Regions from separate parts of the Mus musculus genome. Here all the other regions are linked to region 2. A link is a contact called in public Hi-C and promoter capture Hi-C data. All regions are on one chromosome and are shown on one strand. Each heading gives the region's core, a stretch centred on a gene start, on an enhancer-like site or on the middle of the called end of the contact. The rest is flanking DNA. Distances are from core to core; before and after follow the strand shown.

What was found. Promoter capture Hi-C pulls out the DNA fragments that hold promoters and counts their contacts. A called contact is a pair of places that touch in the nucleus more often than the background predicts.
Region 1: a contact with region 2 is called in a promoter capture Hi-C map of pre-B cells, with 13 times the contacts expected there. The contact joins the promoter of Tmtc4 here to the promoter of Mbnl2 in region 2. A contact is called at or near these places in 3 of 39 promoter capture datasets (liver and pre-B cells), 2 of 484 Hi-C or Micro-C datasets (B cells and CD8 T cells) and 1 of 9 other capture datasets (liver).
Region 3: a contact with region 2 is called in a promoter capture Hi-C map of the HPC-7 cell line. The contact joins the promoter of Tgds here to the promoter of Mbnl2 in region 2. A contact is called at or near these places in 5 of 39 promoter capture datasets (the C10 cell line, the HPC-7 cell line, liver and 1 more), 3 of 484 Hi-C or Micro-C datasets (the G1E-ER4 cell line, pre-B cells and regulatory T cells), 1 of 115 datasets of contacts at active chromatin or transcription factors (thymic regulatory T cells) and 1 of 9 other capture datasets (liver).
Region 4: a promoter capture Hi-C map of pre-B cells shows a contact between it and region 2, with 3 times the contacts expected there. The contact joins the promoter of Ggact here to the promoter of Mbnl2 in region 2. A contact is called at or near these places in 3 of 39 promoter capture datasets (liver and pre-B cells).
Region 5: a Hi-C map of the G1E-ER4 cell line shows a contact between it and region 2, with 4 times the contacts expected there. The contact joins the enhancer-like site here to the promoter of Mbnl2 in region 2.

Annotation. Positions count from the first base shown.
Region 1 is chr14:122,981,638-122,984,534 of GRCm38.p6, forward strand. Tmtc4 (transmembrane and tetratricopeptide repeat containing 4) reads right to left here and starts at 1,646. Exons shown (of 18, transcript NM_028651.3): 1 at 1,535-1,646.
Region 2 is chr14:120,274,222-120,276,921 of GRCm38.p6, forward strand. Mbnl2 (muscleblind like splicing factor 2) reads left to right here and starts at 1,448. Exons shown (of 8, transcript NM_207515.2): 1 at 1,448-1,684. All of the region lies in intron 2 of Gm52122 (a long non-coding RNA gene), which reads right to left.
Region 3 is chr14:118,131,486-118,134,185 of GRCm38.p6, forward strand. Tgds (TDP-glucose 4,6-dehydratase) reads right to left here and starts at 1,280. Exons shown (of 12, transcript NM_029578.3): 1 at 1,159-1,280. The coding sequence starts at 1,244.
Region 4 is chr14:122,911,764-122,914,463 of GRCm38.p6, forward strand. It overlaps Ggact (gamma-glutamylamine cyclotransferase), which reads right to left and starts at 1,402. Exons shown (of 3, transcript NM_145466.2): 1 at 1,338-1,402. 4930594M22Rik (RIKEN cDNA 4930594M22 gene) reads left to right here and starts at 1,267. Exons shown (of 2, transcript NR_155287.1): 1 at 1,267-1,529.
Region 5 is chr14:118,187,210-118,189,909 of GRCm38.p6, forward strand. No RefSeq gene overlaps it. Among named protein-coding and RNA genes, the nearest start is that of 4933431J24Rik, 22 kb to the right of the region's middle. Within about 2 kb of position 1,357, at least 5 of the 459 cell types and tissues checked have an H3K27ac peak or open chromatin away from gene starts, as enhancers often do. A contact at or near this core is called in the G1E-ER4 cell line, where this site is marked.

The DNA of each region.
Region 1 (2,897 bases), core at 396-2,895, 2.7 Mb after region 2:
GGCTCCTTAGAGAGGTTCAATGTGGAACAAACCAGTAGTCTCCATCCCCAATACTCAAACTCTTAATATTAAGCCTCGGTTTTATAGGGGGTTAAAATATATTCATCTGTCAATAATCAAAAGGTCAAAAAGACCTCAAACAATATCTCCCCAGAGGCTAAATGGCACTGAGCTGTGAACTGTAAGCTTCCGATAACAATGGTCACAGCAGCCCTGGCTGCAATGAGGCAGAGTGACCCAACCTAATTGATTCACCCCGGGAAAACGGGGAACCGGCTGCAGCCACCTAACTGGAGACTCTTCCACAGGCATGGAGAGCCTCTTGTCCTTTACATTAAGGGCAATGCATCCAGGGCCAGTTGCCCTTCAGGATGGAGGGCAACCTTGCCTCTAGAAATCAGATTAAATAATGTGATAGTTTCTGACCACCCGTATCTGGCACGATGCAGAGAGAGCTAGCACACATTGTGCTAGAGGCAAAGGAGCCAGCCATCCTCTGTAGTGATGGGCCAAAAGCAGAGTAAGGTGAATCCTGTTGTGACCCATCTTCCTAATTCAAGAAGTGGCTGCCCATCTGAGGTTTCACATTCAGAATTTCTGCCTCAGAAAGTTTCCACTTTGCTAGCATGTAACCATTTTCCCACCCAGGTGGGCGAGCATACCTCACTTTGCCCCAGTTCCACCTATAGTGCACAGCTTTCGGGGGATGCAGGTACAAGGGGCAAAAATGGTTCCAGTCAATCCTTACTATAATTCTCCCCATCCATCTGTTCACGGGGAGAGAGCAAAGTGTGGATGATTCAGTGGAGATATCTGTCCTCTAACTCCTCCTTTCTTTTGTGTGTAGTTATAAAAAGAAAGAAAACACAAACAGCCCACAGTCACAACATCAACAACCCAGACTCCCCGTGGAGTTCGCAGGAGGTGAGGCGGTTGCTACACCACCTGCTTGGCTCCCCCAACTCCTGGCAGCCGTTCCAGGCTCCCAGGCCAGTGGTACCAGCTTTGCTCCACAGTTGAGCGTAGAGTAACTGGCACTCCTGGCTCTGCTGGGTGGCTCTCCGTGTAACCCTGGGCGGGCGGCCAAGCTACCCGGCTGTGTCCAGCCGTCGCCCGTGCCTTGGCCAGCTGGCGACCAGGCGCGGGGACCCCGCGGCCAGGTGGCCGCTGCACCCGGTGGACTCCCGGGTTACAAAGCTGTTGCACGGCTGGGTCAGACAGTAGCAGGCAAGGGTCTGGCTCGGCGACCTCGGCCGTAGCAGGGCAGTGCCGGAGCTTGAGCTCGGGGCGCGCACCCTTACCGCGCGCTCTTTGTCCGGGGTGCGGCTTCTACCCAGGCGCAGACCGCCCGGGGCGGCGTCCGCGGGAGGCAGCTCGAGTGTCGGAGCTAACTCTAGTAGAGGTGCAGAGCTCGGGCGCCGCCCCCGGGCCCCAGCGCAGGGCTGGCGGCTCAGCTGAGAGCCCGGGAGCCCGCGCCCAACTCCGAGCGCCCTGCAGCTGCGCTCGGCCCTCAGCGGGCCGCCCCGCGCTTTACCTGCAAGGAGCACGAGCCGCGATCTCATCTCCCCTCCCGCGTGCTTAAACTCCGGCGGCTCCCCAGCCCGCCGCCGCCAGGGGAGGGGCTGCCCTCCCACTCCCACCCCGCCGCGTCCCGCCCCCCGCCGCGCCGCTTCCCACTCGCGGCTGCCCGCTCCCGTCTAGTCCCGCCTCCCGCCGCGGGACCATCGGTTGCCCTTTCCATCACTCACGCTCTCCTCTTCCGCTTATTGGTCCGTGTCGGAGTGACGTCGGAACAGAGCGCTCGCCACGAAGGAGGCGCAGGGGCAGACAGGCTTTGCTGGGAAGAGAAAGCGCAGCTGGGACGCGAAGCAGCAGCGGCGGTTCCCGGGCCTGGCCGCTGTTCCCTGCGGATCCGTGCGTTCTAAGCCTATTCCTGGCTTGTCTCGCACGTTCCGCCGAGGGCTGTGGAATCCCTGCAGAAAATCTCAACTCCACGCTTCTTTCTGTCTGAAGTTGTTGAAGAAATGTCCCCACTTTCTCCCTTTGAAACGGGAAGTGACTTCCTCCTCCTAAGGCCGTGCAACCTCAGGACTGCGCCTCCTTTGGAGCAGTGCCATACAGTCACGACCACTAGGTGCTACACCTCCCTCCTGATGGGAAGGTCACCCACTCAGTTTCCACTCCTAGTACTTATTTGTGCTGCCACCTTCAAGAGAAAAAACCTTTGTACTTTCCACTACCAGACTTACAGACCTCAAACCTCAATGACCTCCGACCCTCCTCAAAGCATCAGTCTCTGATCTGTCTCCCTCTTTGGAGTGGAGTCCGCATCCTCAGCACCAAGTGACTTCCAAGCTTTCCTCTGCTCTATGTGTCACCCTGCCTTTCGCTGCCCTTCATCGCTGAAGCAGAGTGCTTCTCCCCTCCCCCACCCCCACCTCCACCCCCAACCACAGCTGTTTCCAACTTCATTCATTTGGCTTTCATTCAGGGAAACTGCATTTGCCAGTCACCTCTGCTGTCTTCTGCCCTTACTAAGGCCAGAGGACATTTTGCTTCCCAATGCTACCTCATCTCACAATTTCCTCCTCCTTAAAATGCCCTCTTCTTTATGCCTATTGCCTTTTCTCTCTCCTGTCCCCCTCCCCCACCCCACCCCCAAGTCTATTTGACTGGCTTGCCTGCCCTGAATGATCGCTAAGAGTTTTAAAAGCCTCATCCTTTTCTCCTACTCCACAAATTTCCCTGTATGATTTAATCTGCTGCCAACACTCCAATCAATACATTTCAGATTTACACTTCTTTTCCTTGCTTTCTCGGAGTTCAAACCTATTTATCTAGTTCCCCACTTAGCTTCTCCCCTTGTATATGCCACCACATCTCAAATAGTAAGACAT
Region 2 (2,700 bases), core at 198-2,697:
AAAAGATTTCCACTTGTTTAAATGTAGCTAATTTAACTTTCCAGGAAAAACAAAACAAAACAACAGACTTAACCAAAGCCTATCAAAGATAATATTGACTAGAAATGAAAATCAATATTAGAGATTAAAGTGAAGAGGAGTAAAATAAGATATTCTATTGAAGAAAATTAGTCCACAAGTCACAAGAAATGATGTGTTTTAAGAACACAATTCCAAAATCTAAAAATACCAAAACCATTACATTCTGCCCTGTTACTCCATTCCAGATGCATTCGTTAAACAGTTGCAGAGAGAGAGAGAGAGAGAGAGAGAGAGAGAGAGAGAGAGAGAGAGAGAGAGAGAGAGAGAGGCTCAATCTTTCAGATGAATAGGATCTTTGTTCTTGCCTGTAGTTAGTCACGGGACCTTCATACTTAATTTTTAAGATGCAAAATGTTGTGTTTTGTGGAAGGAAAATGTGTGCTTATTGTGTTTTCTAAATGCCATATGTTTTTGTTTTTGTTTTCAAAGCATGCAGAAATGCTGTTGACTGAGAAGAAGAAAAAAATAACCCTTTCCGTTCTTTTTTTTCTTGCTTTATCTTAGGGAACCTCTGGCATCTGTGGGTCAACCTTTGTAGATTGAAAATGGAGGATGTCCCTTAGGTCAGTGCCATGTGTATTCAGCAGTAAACGCCCTCCAGCAGTCATTGCGGCACTAAAGACAGGATGGGCAACGTATGAGCATTTATCAAATGGCATCTAAGAAGGTTAAGACACAGTTAATCCCCCAGTGGGTGCCAGCCAAGAGCCTCAAAGCTTAATGTAGAGATATCAGTTCTGTCCTTCGGCATCCCCTAATTGAAGTCTCTAGTGCTCTGGAAACTTAGATGGAAAATATATGGGTTCCAGTAAGTAGCCACTGAAATGACAGCTCTCTAGAAAAGCTGTGTGCTGGGGCTTCAAGCATGGTCTGGTCTTCAGTGTGCAATCCAACTTGGCTATAGCCTCCCTCCGTCATGGAAATTGCCTGCAAATGTTTCGTAAGGTATCACTTTGCATGAAAAACACTGAATTGTCTCACAAACGAATGTGTACATCTATGTCAGTATGCTTCCTCAAACGCCCTAAGACTTTAGTTTGGGATCCAATTGGATTTCTTGGCCATCTTAGGAGTTTCGTGATTCCCGGAGTGTTTATGATGCAACTCCCAGCTACGGGCTGGGTGTCTCGAAGCGTATTTGTCTGAGCTACCCCTCTCTGTGCTCTGCCAATTATGTGCCACTTTGTCTCGGAGCTATGACTGCTTTCCTCGGAGAGGGAGATCCCTTTTCCATCAGTATGGACGCACTGTTTTCAGAGCCTGCCAGCGCTGTGTTGCTGTGTCAGTCATCCTATGAGGACCAGTTTCAGACGAGGAGGGCTGACGAGCTGGCCGGGGATTGGTGGGCTGAGCCTGGGCGGGGCCTGTGGGAAGGAAGGGCTGCAGCTCACAGCAACAGAGTTTAGACTGTCTTTGCTTCATCATCTGAAGGTAAAATTTTCCAGCCACGGCCGGCGGCTCGCAGAGTACAATAAACAGGGACGGAGAACTATTTGCATGGACCCCCCTTCCTCATGATGCGGTGGAGAAGCCACGGCCACTCGGTCCTGCCAGATGTTCTTGGGGTTACTGTACATGGGGAAGACGAGCAGAGCTAAACAAGGTAGGAGAAACAACCCCCCCTCCCCAATTTTTTTTTAATGTTTAAAGAGTTTGCTGCAGTATGCTGCATTCCATGTGTGTGCTTAGGGAAGCCAGGGAGACCGATTCCACTAATTCGAACGGAATACTCGCAGGAAACCCTGGAGTTTTACGTAACGTTTGGATTTGAGAACAAGAAACGGCAAAGCTGGAATCTACGCCGCCCGTTTAGGGTGAGGCATTAAAAAAAAAAAAAAAAAACCGAGGTTTTTATTTATTTATTTAAAGGACAGATTTGTTTATTATTATTATCTTTAATTATCTGAAAGATCCAGGCCAGGATTATCTTAAGATAATGGAGGTTTTTTACTGCCAGAGTGGGCTACAGAATAAAGTTTACGTGTTTCCTGTTCTTTGAAAACATACTTGAAATTAAGAATTTAAAAAAAAAATCTGCTTAAATAATCATCGGCTGAACGTTTGGGACGAAAATATGTCTGTTTCTTGGAAATTGGGGGCCACCCTGGTGCTACAGGGCAATGGCTTTAATTGAGTTTCAAAAGCACATTTTAAGCAGCACCAGGGCAGAAGAGGAAGCTTCCTGGCTAGTCTTAGACACTGTGGTTCAATGTTTACATTGCTTTTCCTGGCAGCCTCTGTCTTTGTTTCCAGCTTAAAAGTGGAACCATTATATTCAAAAGTAAGGCTGGGTTAATAATGCTTACTGCAATTATCTGATCTGTATGCATTTTTAATGAGAACACACAGCCAGCAGAATAATTTAATGAGAGCAGGCTAGCTTTTAAAGCTGGGCTCTCACTATGCCCAGCCAGATCAACTTTCTTGCCGAGAAGCAGCGGCTGGAAAGGGTGAAGCAGATTTATTTTTAACACACTTGGCCCAGGAGAAGGGAAGGCTTTCTCTGTGTTAAAGAATTCTTTCTGCCCTTTTCCGTTTTAAATTTCTGCCAGGCTGAGGAAACCGTGTTTTTTTTGTTAGGCCTTGGAAGCATGTGTTTACAATAAATGTGTAACATTT
Region 3 (2,700 bases), core at 30-2,529, 2.1 Mb before region 2:
ACTCTCTGACCCCTCCCCATGCAGGAGACACTACAAGGACAGAACTTCCTGTGGATCGCTCACGCATCCATCCACTCAACTCTTACAGAAGACCTTCACGATATGGCCCTGACCTTTCTTTCTGTGGGAGCTTAATGAACATCAGTCTACTCTCACACAGTTTATACTCTAGAAGAAGGGCAAGGCCATAAACAAGTAAACACAAGTACTCAATGTAATTTCAGGTAGTGCTGAGTGGATGGGTGGCCTAAGGTGTTCCCATAAGCACTCTGAAGGTGATATGCGGGTAAATTAACAGCCTATGCAACTGCCTCAAGTCGGGAAGCAGCACTAACCTCCTGTGCTCCGAGAAGCCTGAGAGGGTTGTGGGCGAGTACAGAAAAGCAAGAGACTAGGTTGGGAAGCAGGGCTCGAGCACCCGAGTCTTCTAGATCGGATAAAGACCCTGGACTTTCATTACAAGTCTCACAGAAACCATGACTGTAAAACTCTATGCAGCTGCATCTATCTCACTTAGGAACACACTCTACAAAGTGTAAAGAAAACGCGCGAGATCAACAGGAGAGGGATAGTAGCAGTGTTCTAAGGAAAAGGAGGCAGGGAACAGAAGTCAAATTAAGAATAAGCTTTGACACAAATAGAAAGGACAGTTTCACGGTAGGTGGGTGTGAGCCTCAAACAGGTTGGGAATAACAAAGGATTTGTAAACAGTTTCTAAAAAAGAGAAGACAAGACAAAGAGTCCCATTACGATCGATCCTCACATCGTGTAGAGGCGAGCTTTTGGAAAGGCCTTCATCTGCTGGCCGGAGCTTTGTCAGAGAGCGGGAAGAAAAGGGAATGAAACTGATGTGTGCTTCTCAGAAAAGTGACAGGTGGTAAACACCCCCGGGCAGGTAGGGGGTGGGACAGCAGCAAGGCACTCCTGAGTTCCCCTTTTTGTGGGGAAGGTGTTAAAGAAGTCGCATTTTCGAAGCAACCTCGTCTTGGCTGGCCAGAAAGTGAGGGAAACCGGATGGACATCCGGGCTGTGCATTGGGACCCTCCCCATAACGGATCTGCAAAGTCGTGGACCCGAAGTGCAAAAGACAAGGAGAACCGCAGGGCAAGGTTAGGATTTGTGGGGAGAAACTTCTCAGCCACCAGCACCGTTACCTACATGAAACCAGCACCCCCGGTCACCAGGACCCGCTTCGCGAAGCTGCCGGGAGGACCAGAACGCTCCTCCCGGCTCGCAGCGGACATCTTCAGCTCTGCAGAGCCAGCGCCGTAAAGCGCGGCGTCTGAAGAACCGAGGGAAGCAGCTTCACGACGCTTTACGACATGCCCCGCCCCCGACACGTTCAAAGGAAGTCGCAGAGGCTTCCGGGTTCTCCCAGACCCCAAAAGAGGGGCGGAGCCGGCAGTGGCACTGCGCAGGCGCGCACTCTCTAGCCCATAGTCACCAGCTAGGAGAAATTAGGGTCATTGGTACTAGGGTCTGGAATATTTTCTAAGCAAGTGTCACCAGCATGGATTACTACTATAGGTGCTTAGAAATTCGGAGTTATGAATCGATGCCTTCATTTTTGAACTTCAGCTATGCTCATAGACTAACACCCAGCTGAGCAGAATCCTCTAGAATGTATGCAGTATGGAAATGGAAAGTTGCATTGCAAAATTATGTTTCACTGTTGTAAATACTGTCACAAAAGGCGAAGGCCGCTTGCAATCATGATAAGTAAGTTTTGCAGAGTTCCCTGGAAGGTTTTACTCTCTTCTCTTGTCTGCTCACTGTGCCCCAATCCTGGTCCTTCTTGCTCTTATTTATATTACCAGGTGTTCTTCCCTGGTCTACCTGCCCTTTCCTCGGATGTCTGACTAGTGTTTACCTCCTTCAGTTCTCAGTTTGAGTGCCATCTTCCTATTAGAGTCATTCCTTGACTCTAACCATGCAGAACCATTTTTTTTTTTTTGTTTTCTTCTTATCATTCATCAACAAATTGGCCACTGATGTAATTTCTCACTGTCTCTGCTCCATGGAGGTAAGGCCATTCATTTCTCTGGGACCAGATCTATCACACACTCATCAACAAGTGGGCTTATCATATGATTGCTCACTGCTGTTTATATTATAGTCTGCTGCTTTCTATGAATTCGGAGGCTCTACCAAGTGGGAGTGATTAGAAGTCATATTAATTTTTTATGTACCGAGGCATCAAAAAAAAAAAAAAAAAGCCTGTCTTCAGTGAAAGAGAATAACATTACTGATCAAGAAGAAAGACATGAAGCCAGCAGGTGATAGCACACACCTCTAGTGCCAGCACCTGGGAGGCAGAAGCAGATGGATCTCTGAGTTCAAGGACAGCCTGGTCTACAGAGTGAGTTTCGGGACAGCCAGGTTACACAGAGAAACCCTGTCTCAAGCACACACACACACACACACACACACACACACACACACACACACGAGACAAAGGGAAAGTGCCTACAGTAATCAAAGCCCATGCTCTGCTTTTCCTTTAGAATCAACCTCACCCACGTTCTTGGTTTACCATTTACACAATTAAAGCTTTCAACAACTTAAACTTAGTAGGGTTTTATTTTATCAAACAATGAAAAACCTGGCAATGCTCTGAAAGAAAGGTTCAGAGAGCACCATCAAGAAACCCAGGCAGTCAATCTGTATAAACAAAGGCTGGAGGGAAGTGTGGCCCAGTGG
Region 4 (2,700 bases), core at 152-2,651, 2.6 Mb after region 2:
GCTACCTTCCCATGGACCATGTCCCTCTTCAAACATGACAGCACTAGTCTGTAGGGCAGAGGGTCCTCTCCCCTAACAAGACCCTGGCCAAGGCCAATAAAGAGTCATCCCATGACTCCTTTTCAAGCTTTGACAGACAGAACTGGAGCTCTCAAAAGTTCTTACTAGATAAAGAAGAAACTTTTATTTGTTTTGGTTTTGATATTTTTTTGATGTAAGATCTTGCATATCCCAGGATGGTCTGCTTTAGCGTTCTGAGTGCTGGAATCACAGACATAAGCCACCACACCTGGCTTGATCCTGTACTTAAAAAAAATTAACCTTTGCAGGGTTTTGGTTTTGGTTTTGGTTCTGTACCACACACTGCCATCCACTAATGACCACCACAGACAGACGTCAGTCCAGCTCACCACTTCACACAGAAGGGTGAATTCTACCACTGAGCCACATTCCTAATCCCAACTTGGTCTGCTTATTTTCCAGTGCTGGAGAGCCAATCTTGGGCCTTTTGCATGCTAAGGACATGGTTTGTAAGTTCACTAGTTTAAATAAAAGGTTCAGTACAAAAAAAAAAAAAATCCACCAATTAACTTTGCAAACTAGCTTTTAGAGAAAAATGCCCTCTATTGTTGAAGTCTGGCCTGCTTACTCAGGGACTTCTCAGAGAAGGTTCAGGAAAATGAGGCCAAACTGCAGAGTTCCTCACTTAGCAAGCACTTCAGTTACAGGAAACAGACCAGGAGAAAGACTTCAATTAGAAGAAATCTTTTAACATAAATAAATGAGCTTGGAGTTAAGCTAAGTTAAAATACACGCACACCTCAAATGGGTTTTAAGCGAGGCTGTAACGTTATAACTCGTTGATTAGAGTTAAACAGCAATAATAACCACGGATAGAATCAAAGGGATGGATCGCCAAAGTTCCAGGCGTTTTACTACTGGTTCCAAAGGAAATCCAGATGTGAAACGGACCAACAGAAGTTGGTTTAGGATTCTTTTTCAGGTTTTGGACTCTTCACACATAAGTGACTCCTAAAGTAAAATTAAAAAAACATTTCTTTTGAAAACCGCTAGCCACATTCCCTTAGGATCTTAAGCTACCTGTTGGAGCTGTCTGTCCCGCGAGAGCAAGCATCAGCTCCGCTCCGGTAGCAGTCACAGCACGGGCCGCCCGGGCAGCTTTCCGGGGTGGGGGTGGGGGGTCAAATGCGCGCTCCGCCCAGCGCGTTCCGCCAGGCAGACCCATACGCCGGGACGCTAGCGGACATTCGCTGGCTGGTGACAGAGTCCCTAAGCCGCCCCCAGGCTCCCAGTCCCAGCCCGCCTCGGCGCCTCACCTGCAGCGGTCGGGGGAATCACGAGGAGCGCGCCCGGACCACGGAGCGGAAATGCCCAGCTGGGCGGGTGTCGCAACCAAACCGCCCCGGGCGGCGCTCCTGCTGGTCTCTCGCCGCTCCGCCCGCCCCGGCAGCGCCACGGAGCGCACCTGGCAGCGCGCACGCCACTCCCCATGTGCCGGAACCGCGCAGGTAAGAACCCGAAGCCACATTCCTCCGAAATGCAAGCAAGCAAGCTCCCCACCACCACTCCCACCACCAGACACGGGCTCGACTGCTCCCACCAGGTTCAGCTCTACATCACACATGCTTTGACTCCACGTTAGACCCAAACACGCCTAAGATTCACTACTTCAGAGAGACTCACCCCTTCACATAGACACTGAGGTGATGCTAAACTCAGATCTGAGGAAGGCTCCACAGGACAATTAAGGCATCGCATCTGCTCGTACATATCCCTACGGGATACAGGTAACTGTAGCAATTCTGCCTACTTACCAACTCTTTTTAAAATAAAACTTGTTTAGGAGCTAATGGAAGAACTAGCTTTCCCCTACATCCTACCCTTAGGACATAAGATGTATGAGAACCAAAAGCTGAGGGCAATTTTTTCTCTAGAGATCTTTATCATGGAAGGATGTTCCTATGGCAGAATGCAGGCAGGCGTGATGCTGGAGAGTTCTATATGTCCCTATCGGGATGTGAAAGCAACGTCACAGAGATGGTGAGACTAGAGACCCATTGTCTCCTCATCGAGACCCAAATTAACTATATGACTACTGCTTTTCCTTTCATCATTTCCCATCCCTTTGACTTTGTGTATGTGGAGTACTTGAAATCGTGTTATATTCTTGGTTTTCACGTAGCATCAAATGATGCTGAAGTGGTTGTATTTTAAATAGATGTCCAAGTCTACAAGAACCCTGAACAATCATCACATTTATAAACCACCAATTTTATAGAAAGAGGACCATGAGAAGGAAAATGGGGTCTTAAAGGAGGGCCTGGGAAGGGGAGAAACAGGGAGTAATAGGATTACACATGACATCAAAGATGGGCAGGGATGAGGGAAGGAGGCATGGAGAGAAGAACAAAGCAGTACTACGAAAGTCTCAGAGCCACTCATAATGCGGCAAGCTAATTTACAAAACTAAATCGTTGAAGAAGAAGGTTAAGGGTCTAAGTATGCTTGAAGTTACTCCTTTACCACAATCTCATTTTACAGTGGAGAAATCAATAAAACCAGTAGTGGTCCCATTGTATTTACTGGAAGCAACTGGGGCACAAAGTAAATAAGCAACTAATCCCAGGTTCCAGGTAAATATGGTAAAATCAGATTCATCTGTCTTTGATAGTCACTGAA
Region 5 (2,700 bases), core at 107-2,606, 2.1 Mb before region 2:
ACACACTCATCAAAATCGGTCAAATTGTATCCTTCTGAACGGTTCGTTTTAATTTTACTAAATCCGTAATGGAGAGATATTCAAATGCCATTGTGATTGCAGTTGTGAAAAAGCAAGCAAATAGGGGTGCTTGACATAAGGGAGGCACAGACTCGAGGTGCAGAGCAGAGCTTAAATCACACTGCAGTAGAATGAGACTGCACAGACTTCACAAAGCAGAGGAACCACAAGTTCGTGTTACTCTCTTCTGTCAGCATAGCTGGGCTCGAAATCTAAGGTCCAGCTGACCTAGGATATAATGAAGCAGGTGGGAAAAAATAAGCTGAAACAACATGAAGTTGATTGCATAACTAAATCTAAAGGAAGGGTACATGGATTTATTTACGAGAGAGAGAGAGAGAGAGAGAGAGAGAGAGAGAGAGAGAGAGAGAGAGAGAGAGAGAGTAAAAGTAAGTGAATTTCTTAGAAAAGTGAGAGAGGACAAATGTGAAGGGAAACATTCCATGTTGCACCAGCCGGGGGTTGGGGGTGTGTGTGTGTGTGAACATTCCATGTTGCACCCGAGGCAGAATGATGCAGGACAGTTCCAAGCAATAGGAAGAATGGTTTAGGCTAGACTTTTAGAAAGACATTAGTGATTGGAAATGCTCTTACCTCCTGAAGGTCCGTTACAACGACAGCCTTGTCCCCTGAAGCACTAGAAAGGTCTCTTGCCAGTGATGTTTGCTCTTCACTCGCTGTGCCTTTTAAACTTGACATAGCGCGTGGCACAGCCCGTGTTGAGCGTCCAGGGAGAGGAGAATCCAGGGAAGATTATTTTTGTTTTGTTTTGTTGTTTTGATCAACAATATGTATCTATTTTCCAATTCTGGGATCCCTGGCTTCAAAAGGCTAAAACACATTCTTTCGTATGTTTGGGAGTCTATGAAGCATCCCCAGAATGCCACATTAGTATGTAGCTCTCCAGAGTGTGGCCTCATAACACCAAATGTCGGTCACAGTGGATGTCCATGGACATTATCACACTTTGCTTTGACAGCATGTGGGTTGGCGGTTTTTTTGTTTTTTTGTTTTTTACAGGAAGAGTCTGTCCACAAAGGTTAAGACAGTTGCCAGCTGAGTGCAGGCACTGCCTGAGGCCAGCCAGAGCTTCCTTCAGCTGCAAGAACAACATGGTGGATGGCTTCATTAACAGGCTGTTTGAACAGCATTTTCACACTCAGAGATTTAAAAAAAAAAAACAAAAAACAAACAAACAAACAAAAAAACGCTCTCAAGAGTTTGATTAGGTCTCCTGGTGAATATTGCATCCCAGCTGGGAAAGCACACAGGAAGACAGTATAAACAACCCTCCCCTAAACTGTCTGGACTCTGTTCAGTGGGATGGGTGTCTGCAGAAGATAGGCTGTGCCCAGCACCTTCCTCTCCTGCATGTAGTTTGCTGTTGCAGTTGGGTCCCTTCACCATGGGGGGAGAGGGGGACAACTGAGTTCTCTCACAATCTCAAATTATAACACACATATGTTATTAAATTATATCAGTATTTACTTATTAAACATCTACTTTTAGGACTTAAAAAAAAAAGCTTCCTTCTTAAAAGCCCAAACTTTACATGAGTGTAAAATTAAAAGGTTTACAAATAAGTGTGTTTGGCTGTATTGTATGGTGAGCTTACGTTATGGTTTAAAACAATCTTTGAAGTGTATCGGCCCTTACATGTCCTCAAGATCTAGAGGATCAGGTCCCTCATTTGCATTTCTGTATTTGCTTTGGCTCAAAATAGATTTGATTAAAAAACAAAATTTGGCAGAAGATTAATCCACAATGGGATTTTATTGCTTCTGTTATTTAAAAAACACCAGTGTTTTTGCTTTGAGGTGCGCTTAACTCGGAGCACAGCAGTTACTTTTTTTACACCCGTCTCGGTTTACTTGCCTTTGTGTCTGCCCACCGACTTCCATGTTTGTTCTGCATGTGTTGAAAGTATGAGCTCTAATTTACTCTTCCCATTTACTAGGAAGCACAATTTAGCACCACTTTCCTTGGCCAGCATGTGACAAACAACTCTTTGTAGTTACTCTGTGTGTGTGTGTGTGTGTGTGTGTGTGTGTGTGTGTGTGTGTGTGTGTGTGTATGTGTGTGGTACAATGTATCACACACACAAAAAAACAAAACAAAACAAAACAAATCAAAAACCCCAAACAAACAAAAAAAACCCAGTCTGTTTGCCTGGAAGTGCACAGAACAGACAGGAGAACGTTGAGAAGAGAACAGTTAGGGTTGAAAGGCCAGACTCTAATTGCCCACCGCACTATTTCTGGGATGTCTGCTACAGGAGCTGGACTTTGGTGTAGTTGACTTGGATTTCCATTTTGTTTCCTATGATGCGTTGACTAGTATTTTCTGTGTACAACTCTAGAGTCAAGCAAGGCTCAAGACTGGAAGGGAAGTTTGGCTCTTAGATTTATGGTCTAAGTTAGCTTTGTACTTGAAACACATAAAATGGGTCTGAGGAAGCTGTTTCTTTTTATCTGTGGGTACTACATAACATAGCCCCCATCATGGCCCATCATTCTTTGTCTGTGTTACATGTGTGTGCATATATGTATCTAGGCTTCAGTACATCCATGTGGTATCTATTTGCGTACACATATCTAAACATGATGGAAGATGGCCGCCAAATATCTAAGCCAATATCTA